2 separate regions of the Mus musculus genome follow, and region 2 is linked to region 1. Evidence: chromatin contacts called from public promoter capture Hi-C data. All regions are on one chromosome and are shown on one strand. Each heading gives the region's core, a stretch centred on a gene start, on an enhancer-like site or on the middle of the called end of the contact. The rest is flanking DNA. Distances are from core to core; before and after follow the strand shown. Region 1 holds the start of Vps41 (VPS41 HOPS complex subunit). Region 2 overlaps Vps41 (VPS41 HOPS complex subunit).

Region 1 (2,700 bases), core at 68-2,567:
AGAGTGGCTTACAGAGTCACAGAACCGAGGAAGGGGTGGATACTCAAGGCCCTTTAGGGTGATTACAATATGGGCACTGTTTTACCACAGTTTGGGACAAGAGGATTTAGGACATGGAGGCTGTATATGACTTCCATATCAGAATAAATATTTACCTCACAGAATTCTTTTAGAAGGACCAAATGCCATGTGTGAGGATCTTTTTAAGCTCGAAAGCACTGCACAACTGTGAATCAGGTTATCTGCCTGATTTTCTACATTTTAACATCAGACAGCCTTGGCAAATTCCTCTTCTGCATGAGTGGGAATACAAGGGCTACTCCATATTTCTATCACACTGGGTCTAATCTAAAAACTTAACTTGGATGTTTGTTTTACTACAAAACCACAACTGTATTTCAACGTGAAATGAAAATGCTCAATGTGAAAAGCCACCTTGCAGTAGTCAAACTAAGCAAGGTCTGCTGGGAAGGAAAACTCTTTTGCCTCGGACCTGCACTGCAAAAGACAGTTTGCACAAATGATAGTAAAGAGGCTCTTGTTAACGTAATGACAAAACCCAAATTTTTCCTTGTCAAATTCCGTAACTTTTGGCACACTCAAAATAAAGCACAGATGTGAACAGTAAAAAGTCCACTAGTAAATGTCTCTTAGGACAGTAAACAGAGCATCACCATGCATGTCTTAAGGAACATCACAGAAACTGGCAAGCAGGGCATTTAATATATGAGGGGGAAATATGGTAGATGATACATACATATATATGCTTCTATGTGTGTGTGTGTATACATATATGTATATGCATATACACACATACACATATATACATATACTTAAGGAATCTCTTCCGAGTTTTAGCCTGAGTCTTCTATTTTGTTAGTTTCATTTAATTTTGTCCTTCGCCCTATATCAGAACGTCTGTATGAAAAAAAGGCAATAATTTGTACTCAGCACCTCAATGCCACTTCTCAGCTATAGCTGGACGTTTCCATCTACGTCTTGCCAGCAACGGGAATAATCCTTAAAGCCTTGCATAGCAGTCTACTCTTAACTTGCCTTTTTCAAAAAATCCCATTTAACATAAACCAGAAGGGCTGAGCCCAGGCAAGGCCGGCTCGGACAGAGCGGGTGTGCAAGGCGCTATCCGCGCGGAGAAGGGCCACCCCAACTCGCCCGGTCAGAGCTGCCACGTTCCTGGCACTCCGCGTCCCAGAACCCCTCGCTCGGGTCTCCAGCTCCCGGCTGCCCCGAACTAGTTCTGCCAGCGTTTACCTGCTCCTCTGCTTCCGCCATAGCGCAGCCTGAGAGTCATGTGACATACCCGGAAATAGGAGAAAACAGCCCCTGGGCCACAGCCTACTGGGAAATGTAGTTTTTCCCGCACACTAATCTGGTTCCTTAGCCAGCTCTCATTTTTGCTCAACAGAGACACCACTATATCTATAATTAATGCTAAATTGTTATTTTGTTGTTGGTCTACGTTCTGTTGTTATTGTAGCATTAAGTTCTTTCTATTTCAGGCTCCCGTTTACAGTAAAATTATGAATTATCTCATTTTCTATTTCAGGCTCCCGTTTACAGTAAAATTATGAATTATCTCATTTAGTCCTCCCTGTGATCCCTCCTGTTACCGCCATTAACAGGGGAAAGGATAGTAACTCGGAGATTTCACTAAACTTACCTAAAAAGCCTAGGTTTAGAACCTATCCCTCTCCGAAGTCTAAGACTACTATATCAAATGTTCTTTAGTCTGATATGTTGTTGTGCCTGCCCACTCACTTTTTAAAGTGATAGTGACTATTTATATAAAAAAAAAAAAGTCTACAGTGGAAAGTGAGAAAATAATGTGTATTCCTGCAAAGATTTAGTATCTTGGTACATTAAATTGACATCTTTCATTTTAATTTAAAATTGAATTGTATAGATATTTTGTCTGCATGTATGTCTGTGCACACTTAGGAACCTCGTGTCCTCAGATGTCAGAAAAGCATATCAGATTCCCTGGAATTACAGATACATATATTTGAGAGCTGCCATATAGCTGTTGTGAATCAAATCTGGTCCCCCGTTAGAGAAAAAATAGCAACTGACATATGAATATAGAAAATTATAAATCTCTATTGTTTAATTGCTTCGTAACTCACATTGACTATCTTCAAGATACAATGTCAGATAATAATTTGTAAATGTAATATGAAAAACATCATTTAGAAAACTTGAGCTATCCTATGTTTCAGGACAAAGTAAACTATCTTTCCTATTCTGTGGGAATTCACTCATCTTATCCACTGATAGCCATTGTCTGTTTATTGTCTTAAGCAGCTGGCAACTCACAGAGGGCAGCACAGTTGGCAGACTGTGGCAGATGCCTCAGTGCCCTTTCGTTCCCTGTAATTCCCACTGACAGTAGCCTAGTAGGAAGTCATATTCTTAGTACTCAGCATTTCCCTTAGTCTCTAGATGTTGCTTTCTCAACTCATGGTCTTCAATGACCTGGAAGCCATGACGATGTCATCTTTCAGACTCTTGTCTTCTCCCAAGAGCCTTAATAAACCTCCAGCTCTTCCTGAGGCCCCTCTTCCAGTCTGCGCACCAAGCAGCTAATTTGGACACCCACAACCAAGGGTCCAAGGTCATGTCTGATCGAACAGAATTTTATATATGTTATTAAGCCACTCAGGCCCAAACAGCACTCATGGT
Region 2 (2,700 bases), core at 67-2,566, 64 kb before region 1:
CCCTTATTTTCTTTCCCTGTGAACATCTATTAAAAGAACAACAATAATAAAAAAGTAGAACTGGAAGTCAGCATATAAATCCATTTTTGCTTGTTTTAGTTTGTTTCACCAATCTGTTTGTTCCCTAGTGACTAAACAGATCAACATTTCATTTATAGTTTATGATTAATATTTCTTTAAGGATAGTTTATATTATGTTAATTAATTTTGTAATCCATAATTTTAAATAACTTTAAATTTAAGAATATCTCACTTTTGATACACTTTCTAAAAATTAAATATAACAAGTGCATTTCAAATTTCTACATAGCCAGTTGTTTATTTACTAAAATATTCATACTGGAGTTTTCTAATAAAGCCAAAGCTGAGTGACCACTGTCAGCATCAGACAATATCTTTTTCTGATTCCTAAATAGCTACAGCTTTCATGTACCTTCTACAAAGCTCTATAGCAGCAAGCCATAAGAAGGAAAGTGAGTCCACAGCAGTTAACAACAAAAGCACACAGTACAATTTAAAATTATCCCATTTGCTTCCTTGATGATAAAGGGAAATTCACAAAACCGAATGCTGAACCTTCAACAGGACAGTGTCTCACAGTCATTAAGGAAAGATCAGGGCACAACAAAACCTGCATACTGTACAAAGGCTACATCCTGACTGATTTCTGGGACAAATTCCTCAGTATTCTGGCTATAGAAACCTTTCACATCTGGATCCCTACATCACCACATAACATTTTGATAGGTCGTCTAAGAAAACTCATCTAGCTCTAAGAGTTCTGACATATTAGTCAAGAAAACAGTCACTGAGGACAGGACCCATCTCCCAAGAGAACAAACTGAAGCCCATGGGAGAGAACCATAGCAGAAGTAAGAGCAGACTTACAGTATCATGTGAGTGCAGAGTTAGCAAGGCAAATGAAAAGAAAGAGGAAGTCTGCCCTGGAAAAGCACAGAGCAGAGCATGGCTACCAAGCTGAGCCAAATTCTGAATGTCAGCATCATATAATTCTGGGGATAAGCAACTCCTCAAGTTGTCATCTTCTGTTCTGATCTGCCATTACACAAAATTCTATATCGACTTTACTCTTGGCAAGTATAAGCTAAACTGTCCATTAACTACCATCTGTGATGACTGGCTTAAAATATATCTCCACGGGTGAGTGTGGCCTACAACTTTTTCTTTCTCTGATGAATGATGCACTGCCCACAAATGACTATACAAATTATATTAGTAGGCCAGAGTAATGGCTCAGCCATTGAAAAGAATAGGGTTATAATGAAAACATCAAGATTATATCACTGAAAATTAAGTAAAATAAAATTTGTTCTCTCAGGCATAGTAACACATATCAAGGCTTTGAAAAACATATATGACTGTATTGGAAGACACAGAGAAAATATTATCTTCCCATTGCAGAAAATTCCAGAGGACAGTGTATTGTTCTACACCTACAAAACTAAATCCAAGTGCTGGATACAACCAACAAGTACCAAGCCTCCATTTTGAGGACTTTACGCAAGTTACATATTAAAACTATATTTTCATCCCATAGCATGCCAAGTTTTATATAGTCTCTCCCTGGATCCTTGTTACTAAAAGGGCCATAGCCTGTCCAAACAGTCTCTGAATCACACTTATTGTCCCCCAAATGGGGCATATGCTTTTTTTCTTTGAAGAAAGTGGTGAGCTAAGAAGAGGTGTCTCCATTTCACATAAGAAAAAAACGCATCTTCAGTTTCTATGTGTGACCCAAGCCCTACCAAGAAGCTAAGACATCCAACAGTATCTCAAGAGCAGATCAATCCAATTTACTGGGACATACCTTGCAGAAACTGCATTAATCCATTAAAAATACTACAGGGAAAAAATAATATTTACAGTGTATGACAATGCTCCCCTCCAATCTACTAGCAATAGACATCTTAAAACTTTCCTCTCAGTACTTCATGGGTCCTCCTCCAAAACTGACCAGGTATTAGGTCACAAAGCAAGCCTCAACAGATATAAAAAAAAAAAAATTGAAATAACACAATGTATCCTATCAGAACACCATGAATTAAAACTGGACTTCAAAAACAACAGAAATACTGGAAAACATAGACACTGGTAGAAATTGACCAACACTCTACTCAAAGATCTCTGGGTCAGGGAAGAAATAAAGAAAGAAATTAAAGACTTTGTAGAATTCAATGAAAATGAAGGCACAACATACCAAAATTTATGGGACACAAGGAAAGCAGTGCTAAGAGGAAAGTTCATAGCACTAAGCAACATCATAAAGAAATTAGAAAGTTCTCATATCAGCAATTTAAAAGTACACCTGAATCTCTAGAATAAAAAGTAGCAAGTATACCAAAGAGGAGTAGAAGACAGGACATAATCAAAATCAAGGCTGAAATCACTGAGTTAGATACCCCTGGTTTGCTGGTCCTGTGTTGTATAAGGAAGCAGCCTGAGCAGGCCCTAAGGAGCAAGCCAGTAAGCAGCTCTCCTCCGCGTCCTCTGTGTCAGCTCCTGCCTCCAGGTTGCTTCCCTGTTTGAGTTTCTATCCTGATTTCCTTTATTGATAAACAGAGATAAGGAAGTATAAGGCAAATAAACACTTTCCTTTCCAAGTTCTTTTAGACATGGTGTTTAGTCATTGTAGTATTAATCCTAACTAGGACTGATCATGGTTTCTAACTAAATTTGCCA

The links. Promoter capture Hi-C pulls out the DNA fragments that hold promoters and counts their contacts.
Region 2: a promoter capture Hi-C map of pre-B cells shows a contact between it and region 1, with 2.6 times the contacts expected there. The contact joins the enhancer-like site here to the promoter of Vps41 in region 1. A contact is called at or near these places in 4 of 39 promoter capture datasets (liver, macrophages, pre-B cells and 1 more), 7 of 484 Hi-C or Micro-C datasets (adipose-derived mesenchymal stem cells, centrocytes, embryonic stem cells and 3 more), 1 of 115 datasets of contacts at active chromatin or transcription factors (embryonic stem cells) and 2 of 9 other capture datasets (adipose tissue and liver).

What each region holds. Positions count from the first base shown.
Region 1 is chr13:18,715,909-18,718,608 of GRCm38.p6, reverse strand. It overlaps Vps41 (VPS41 HOPS complex subunit), which reads right to left and starts at 1,317. Exons shown (of 29, transcript NM_172120.4): 1 at 1,273-1,317. The coding sequence starts at 1,293.
Region 2 is chr13:18,779,652-18,782,351 of GRCm38.p6, reverse strand. The region is part of intron 4 of Vps41 (VPS41 HOPS complex subunit); the gene reads right to left. Among named protein-coding and RNA genes, the nearest start is that of Vps41, 64 kb to the right of the region's middle. Within about 2 kb of position 1,316, at least 27 of the 459 cell types and tissues checked have an H3K27ac peak or open chromatin away from gene starts, as enhancers often do. A contact at or near this core is called in centrocytes and pre-B cells, where this site is marked.